Regions from separate parts of the Mus musculus genome. Here region 2 is linked to region 1. A link is a contact called in public HiChIP or PLAC-seq data. All regions are on one chromosome and are shown on one strand. Each heading gives the region's core, a stretch centred on a gene start, on an enhancer-like site or on the middle of the called end of the contact. The rest is flanking DNA. Distances are from core to core; before and after follow the strand shown.

What was found. HiChIP or PLAC-seq counts read pairs in DNA pulled down with a chosen protein or histone mark.
Region 2: a contact with region 1 is called in an H3K27ac HiChIP or PLAC-seq map of T-cell acute lymphoblastic leukemia, with 3 times the contacts expected there. The contact joins two enhancer-like sites. A contact is called at or near these places in 42 of 484 Hi-C or Micro-C datasets (B cells, CD4 T cells, CD8 T cells and 24 more), 10 of 115 datasets of contacts at active chromatin or transcription factors (CD8 T cells, the HPC-7 cell line, T-cell acute lymphoblastic leukemia and 4 more) and 3 of 9 other capture datasets (embryonic stem cells, liver and pancreatic islet).

The regions. Positions count from the first base shown.
Region 1 is chr13:51,673,925-51,677,823 of GRCm38.p6, forward strand. Secisbp2 (SECIS binding protein 2) reads left to right here. Exons shown (of 17, transcript NM_029279.2): 10 at 1-105; 11 at 2,363-2,529; 12 at 3,217-3,355. Among named protein-coding and RNA genes, the nearest start is that of Secisbp2, 24 kb to the left of the region's middle. Within about 2 kb of position 1,762, at least 26 of the 459 cell types and tissues checked have an H3K27ac peak or open chromatin away from gene starts, as enhancers often do. A contact at or near this core is called in CD8 T cells, T-cell acute lymphoblastic leukemia, Th2 cells and 1 more, where this site is marked.
Region 2 is chr13:51,812,026-51,815,786 of GRCm38.p6, forward strand. No RefSeq gene overlaps it. Among named protein-coding and RNA genes, the nearest start is that of Sema4d, 20 kb to the left of the region's middle. Within about 2 kb of position 2,051, at least 75 of the 459 cell types and tissues checked have an H3K27ac peak or open chromatin away from gene starts, as enhancers often do. A contact at or near this core is called in CD8 T cells, T-cell acute lymphoblastic leukemia, Th2 cells and 1 more, where this site is marked.

The DNA.
Region 1 (3,899 bases), core at 512-3,011:
CAGTGCAGCTGGACCTGGGGGGCATGCTGGCCGCGCTGGAGAAGCAGCAGCAGCAGCAGCACGCCTCGCACGCCAAGCCATCCTCCAGACCCGTCGTGTTCTCAGGTGGGCACCTGTCACCTCAGCAAGGGCTCAGAACTGCTCCCCAGAGGCCACTCTGTCCCAGGTCCATTAGAACAGAACAGTCTCTTCTGCTGGGTGACATGGTGCAGAAGAGCAGAGGCTACTCGCCCCACAGACGGAAACAAACGCAGATGAGTCGGGAGGGAGTCTCAGCCAGCCAGGACAACATGCTGAGAGTCTTGTCTCAAATATATTTAAATATGATCTATAAGGATTAATAACCGAGTTCCAGAATGGCCAGGGCTATATGGAGAAACCCTATCTTGGAAAACCCAAACAAAAAGAATCAAGAACCATCTTATTTAAAGCTAAAAGGTGTCCCCAGTTATCCTACTGTGGGGTCTAGGGCGGAGCTCATCTTGTCAGGCTGAAGGGCAAGTGCTCCTACTGGCTGACCATTTGCCGGCCCAGTTAACCCTTGTATGATGTCGAGATTCCAGGACAGAAAATCTCCATGCAAGGTGCTATTTTCTCAGGGTCTCGCTGTATTCTGCCTGCGTGGATCTCCCTTGTGTGGGTGGATGGGGGAGAGACAGACATAGCATGGTGTGGAGCAGTGGCTGGGAGCTTTATGTCCTGTTCCACGGGCAGTAGGCAGAAAGAGCGACACTGGATCTGCCGCGGGCTTTTGAAACCTCGGGCCCACCCCAGTGACATGTTCTTCAGAAAGGCCACACCACCTAATCCTTCCTAAACAACTTTCTTTAGCTGGGACCAAACATTCAAATATGTAAGTCTGTAGGAGCCTTTCTCATTCAAACGACCGCAGACACCACTCTGGACAGGGTATAGTCAGTGCAAATGGACTCTCCTGTGCCAGCTCTGTGGATGTGCAAGTAGATCACACGTGTACTCATGGCGGCCAGAAGAGGAGGTTGGATAGTCTCCATCACTCTGTCCTGTGCACTCCTTTTGAATCAGGGTTTCTCCCAGAACCTGGGGCTCTTTCCTTCTCAGCTAGACTAGAAATGGCCAAGCCTCAGTCATCTCCTCTCTGATCCCGTAGAGCTGTGATTACAGGTGTGCACACGGTGCCTGGCTTGGTACACGGGTGCTAGGATCCTCGTGACTACAGAGCAAGCATTCAAATGATGTACTAAGCTTCCGGCCCCTTTGGTTTGTTGCTGTGAAGTTTATATAAGTTCAACTTTTTCAACTGTACAATTTAGAGGTCCAGATGAGGGGATGGATTCAGTGGTGCCATTAGGTGCCAGACAAGCAAGCAGGTCTAGCCACATGTCTGCTCCTAACAGTGTATGAGAGTAAGGCTCTGTAGATGCAAGCTGCTGTGTTGTAGAATGAGGAGCAGCCTAGAAGTAGTGTCGCCTGTGGACAAGTTGTGTAAGTGACTCAGGGATTGCATGAGTGAGGTCGGACGGACAAAACACTAGTTATTTTAACATGACACTCCATAAGGGAGTGGCCAAGACATGCTTAGACAAATTCTAAGAGTTCTTGGAACAAGGTAGTGGGCACATGCGGGGTTTGTTGGTTATCATTCCTTTTTCTTTGGTATTTTAGAAATCATATAATCATCTGTGGTAATCAAGGGAACTGACAGGAGCAGGGAGGGGCAGGAAAAGAGAATGGTGAGGAGAAGAATGTTCAACCTATGAGAGAGCCGTGTTCAAAGGCTTTAAACATGAAGGGGTAGAGCACAGAGGGACCAGCGATTGCCGTGAAACAGCGCTGTGGTAGGAAGTGGGGTAGAGTGGGAAAGTTCAACTCCGGTGTTCAGTACTTACTACAGTTACTAATTGGAGGAATCAACTGCCCATAGCGGGATTCAGAGAATGATTTTGTCCAGAAAAACTCAAGAATCAACTAGAAGCAGGACTTGAATTTTGTAAGAGCCATGTAATATAAGTAGACAAACAATATTACTAAGAAAGCAGTAATCAACTTGTGCAGAGGCAGTACCAACTGAGTGTGTCGTGATAAACAGTTCCCAGGAGCCACTGGTAGTAAACACAAGACCAACCACCTCAAAATAGCCCAAATCAAGCAGTGTGGTCCTTGAAGTTTTAGGCTGTACGACGACACAGTCTGTTTGACTGTGGCCAGAGGACAGACCTTCCCAAAGTATTTGCAAGCAGAGATTAAATACCATTTGGAATCCATGCCTATGAGAAGGTGGTTTGACAAAGGTCAGTAAGGTTGTGGATCAGAGAGTGCATGGGAGACCCCTCCAGACCCTCGGCCTGAGCTGAGGGACCGAGTGGCACCCCCTGTGTTGCAGTTGGAGCAGTGCCAGTCCTGTCCAAGGATGCCTCCTCCAGTGAGAGGGGACGCCGCTCCAGTCAGATGAAGACCCCACACAACCCCCTGGACTCCAGTGCCCCCCTGATGAAGAAGGGGAAGCAGAGGGAGATACCTAAGGCCAAGAAGCCCACCTCACTGAAGAAGGTATGTGGACATTTTCCATGGAAGCAAGACACTGGAAGACTGATGCACTCTGCCTATTTGCCTGCCACTCTCAGCCCTTCAGTCTTTTCAGTTGTTCTGGGGAACGAAGCGAAGGGCATTTCTTATGTAGGAAGCATTCCACCACTGAGCTAGAGCCCAAGCCCACACCTTTGACTGTTAAGGATCACATTGCAGACCAACGCTGCACCAATTGTCAGGGGTTCCTGGTGAATGGTCCTTCTCCTCATACCAAGACAGTGGGCGTGAGGCCAAGACAGAGCCTTCCTGTTCCTGGGGGCAGGACAGACACACACCCAGCGTGGGGCACTTGCATTAACCTTCACATACGATGCTGCTTCCTGGCACTCTGCCAGTGACTGAAAGTTTCTCTGCATACCTCCTGTTCACCAGTTGGCCCTATGGTGTGGGTGTGTGCTCTGTGTTTGTTTAAATGTCTGTGGTGAGTGACTCTTGTTCCACACATTTGGCCTCTGAGTCTTGTGTTTCCAGAGAGAACTGTGTGATGCTCATGTTATATGTGGTGTGGAGCAAGCCACCCAGAGGCATGACTGAACTTAGGCATTTCTCAGGCAGAAGAGCTTATCTTTTAGGTGCAAGTATGTAGGGTATTTGTTTTGTTTTGTTCTGTTCTGGTTTGATGTTTTGGTTCCGTTTGGTTTTTTTTAGATAATTTTGAAAGAACGGCAAGAGAGGATGCAGCAGCGACTCCAAGAAAGTGCTGTGAGCCTGACGGTGGCCAGTGATGACTCACAGGATGTGGAGAGTGGCGCCAGTAACCAAACCCCCAGTCAGGACAACCCCACAGGTACCAGTCCTCTGAGTGAGTGTGTATGTGTATGTGTGTGCGTGCGCGCACGCTTGCACGCGCCTGAAATAATCTTTCAGGTGAGAACTACTGTGAGAATGGTGAGCTGTGGTAGAAACTGTGGGAACTCCGCCAACCCCACATGGACCTTGTGGTAAAATGCAAGTCAGCATGGCGCCTGGAGGATGTGGTTTCCACAGTCTAGCCTTATAGGACACAGGAGCGAGCCCCTTCCCGAGGTTTGGTGTTGGGGTGGATGGTGGGATTTCCAACCATAAGGCTATTTACCAAGTGTGTCATGAAAATTAATGTGTACGGGTTTTTCAGAAGACTTTCTATGGAGTTGCGTGTTCAGAGAATGTGCATAGTGCAAATGTATGTAGCTGAAGGACTTCAGCATGAGCAAACAGCTCAGTGACCCTCCCGCAGGGGGACTGCCCCAGCATGGTACCAACCATAGGACTGTGGCCTTGTCGAAGTGCCACTGTGGTGTGTGCCACACTGACTCCGCCTCCTTTTGGGGCCTGTGGAGCAGTTCTCTGTT
Region 2 (3,761 bases), core at 801-3,300, 140 kb after region 1:
TAATGTGGACCAGTACTTACACTGAAAGCTTTTCATAATGGTGCATCCAGAGAGCAAGCTGCCCCACTGGGGTAATTATCCTGTTTCTAAGCAACCAGGCAGGTCATGATGCAGCTTCCCACTGTTCCTTAGAGATCTCCTTCAGATCCCAGGCTGAGGACAGCTGGGGTCCCATAGAACTTGAGATGCAGTAAGTGAGGCTCCTGCCTAGGAGCCCCACTTCATTGTAGAGGTTGTCCTAGAGAGCTTGGCTTGGGTCTCTGTTCACCTCCTTGCTTGGATCCCCCGTGGAATGGAAGTCCTGTACCGTCAGGGGACATAATTAAATTGTCTACAAGGAGAGGGGGCAATTAATGGGGAGGGGTGGAAAAGGAGAGCAGGGAGGCAGAGCTGGGGGGGGGGCGGTGGAATATGCTCCACATTCAATATGAATATTCTCGTTTTCTTTCTGTTGTTGGGCTAAAACACTCTGCCCAAATGCATCGTTGGAGAGGAAAGGTTTTGATTGGTTTAGAGGTCCGGGCCACAGCCTATCACTGAAAGAACTCAAGCAGGAACTTGAAGGTAGGTTTGCTCTGTGGTCCTCCCAGCATCGCCTCTCACCGACTCACATCACACCTAAGAAGTACAGCAGAGCTATGGAGAGCCTCTTACTCGCTGGCGCTTTTGCTGGCTTACACTCGTTTGGCTTTCTTGTTAATTCAGGACCATGCATATAAAGGATGACACCACACACAGTATGCTGGATCCTCCTGCATCAATAAACAATCAAGACAATCCCTGCCCTCATCCCCCGGTTGTGCCCACAGGCCTATCTGATCTGATCGATCCCTCAACGAAGACATCTTTCTTAGATGTGTCCAAGTGACAGTGGATGCTAACTAAGACATATATGCACATGGAAGAAAAATTAAACCAATAAGACAAAACTTCCTGTAGGTCTGGCACAGTGATGTACGCCTGCATCCCAACACTTGGGAGGCCAAAACAGGACGGCCTCAATTTTCAGGCTAGCCTAATCTACACCATGAGCTCTGAGCCAGCCAAAGCTACAGAGTAAGCAGCTGTCTCAGAAAGCCAAAAGAGCAACAACAAAAGAGAAAATAATTCCCTGTGGCAGATGATTCTTAACAACTTTCTTCTGCAGAGGACAGGATTGGGCCAGGAGGTCTCATGATAAAGAATAGTTCTGAGAGACCCTGGGCCATCTCAGACGGTGACTGGGAGCCCTCCAGGAGTCCAGGCTGCGTCGACTGCCAGGCTGAGAAAGGCTGCCATAGATGGATGGGTGGCCCTCTGTATACACAGACTGTAATTTCCAGATTCAACCCCTGAAGATCTTGTTCTGCATGTTCAGTCTGCACTACACCTAGGTGTCTACACTGAGCATGTGCCAAGTCTTCCATGGTTCCCTAAATAATGAAGTCAGAGACCTATGCACATAGCAATGTTCATTGGTGTTGGAAGTAGCTGAGAGATGATTTAAAGTACACAGGAGGGGCTGCGTAAGCTCTATGTAAACTTCATGCTGTTTTATATAAAGAGCTTTAGTATGTACAGAAAGAACCCCCTCTTCCCACCAGGGATACAAAGGCCGACTGCACAGAGCCAAGCTTAGCCTAGTTCATCTCTGGACTATAGTTTTTCCCCCTAAGAGGACCACTTAGGCAGTGGTCTGGTCAGACCAGAGTAGCTTTATTACCCCCAGGAGGTGACTCTGTCTCTCATCACATGCATGTGGGTGGAGTAGAGTCACACTGTGGTTGGGCTAATTACTGCATCACGCCTAGTATTCCCAGCATGGACACTCGCCCAGGGCCATCCATGTGTGTCCTGAGCACTGTTCCTCGTTCATTTCCTAGTGGATTTCATCTGACCTTCATCCTCAGGAACCCCACAGGGCAAGACAACCTTGCCCTTTCTCCAGAGTTGGAGGTAGCCCCATTTCTCTTAAGGCTACAGACTCTGTGTCATCAGCATCCTGGAGTCTGTCCCCCAACTACCCAGCCTGACAAGTTGGCAGGAAGCTTTGCTGCTGCTCAGAAGGTGGAAATATACGTTAATCTCCCAGTTGCCATGACAACTGTCAAAACAGTAATGACAGGATGCGGTCTGAGGCAGGGCATGCCCCAGCCTGGCTTCTTTCCAATTGATGTGCTTGTGGCAGGGTCCTCAGAGGGTGGATTTGAGAAAGCTATTGCTGTTATTTGCACAAGTGTCTTCCCATGTGTTGAAGGCTCATGGGTTAAAGGCATGTTTGACAGGGTAGTAGAAATTTCCCCATGGTAGAACCTTTAAGAGGAGAGCCAAGTGGGAAGTCTCCAGGCCCACTGGGGGTATATATACCCTCAAAAGGGATTGAGGTGCCCCGTCTCTCACTTCCTCATTGCTTCCAGGCCTTGAGGTGAGCAGCTTTTCTGTATATTGCGTGTCTATCATGTGACCCGATGCCTACCTCAGGCCTAAGCAGTGGTGTCTATTGATCCTGGAACAGAATATCCAAAGATGTGCACACAAATGCACCTTTATTTCTCAGGTGTTTTGTTATGGGGATGACAGACTGACTGATGTCACGATGGGAGTGGAGAGGGTCTCTTGGCCACAACAGCCCCTGCTGTGGAGTGGAGACAGTCACACCTGGAGTCTATTTTTTCCCCAGTAAATGGGGGAAAATGCTGCTGTGTGGCAGGTCGCTATGTGAGAGACAGAGCTGATGTTATCAGGGCTTGTAATACATCATCTGTGAAAGGCAGCCTGGGCTTAATGAGAAATCTCCACAGCCTGTGAAGAAGAAACTGAGACATTGCCCCAGAGGATGGAGTCAGCCTTGGAAATGACTTGACTGGGGCTTTCCAACAGCACCCATCTATACTTTATCGCTCTGGATCTACCTGTAAAGCGCGCCCTCTCTAAGCCAACTGAATCTGGATTTCCCCCTTAGGTTCTCTCAGTATGTGCACGTACGGAGGACCAAGGGGATGTCAGCAGTCACCTCCCATCAGTCATTCATCTTATTCTTTGAGACAGGTTTCTCAATCAAGCCCAGTGTTCACTGATACGGCTAGTCTTACTAGCCAGCTTATTCTGGGGTCTCCTGTCTCCTCGTTCTGGGGTCAGAATTTCAGGTGGGCCACCATGTCCACTCGACATTTATGAGAGTTCTGGGGGGTGGGGGTGTCTAAACCTTGATATTCATACTTGAGCAGCAGGCACGTTAACAACTGAGCCATCTCCTCAGCCTCTCTCATTTATTTCTTTTGAAAAGGAAATATTTTAAATTTTACGTGTGTGTGTGTGTGTGTATGCATGTATGTTTGCATGTGTGTGTGCATACGCCTGCAGCAGCCAGAACAGCTTTGCATTCCCTGGAGTTTTCATTACAGGAGATTGTGAACCATCCCATATAGATGCTGGGAACCAACTTTGGGTCCTCTGGAAGAGCAACAAATGCCTTAACTGCCAAGCGCCCCCCAACCCCCTGCTCCACCCCCCACCCCCACCCCGCCTCTCGGAGTCTTACTTTGTTGCCCTAGTGTCTTAGTTAGGGTTTTACTGCTGTGAACAAACACCATGACCAAGGCAACTCTTTTTTTTTTTTTTTTTTGAGACAGGGTTTCTCTGTATAGCTCTGGCTGTCCTGGAACTCATTCTGTAGACCAGGCTGGCCTCGAACTCAGAAATCCACCTGCCTCTGCCTCCCAAAGTGTGTGCCACCACTGCCCATCCCAAGGCAACTCTTATAAGGACACCATTTAATTGGG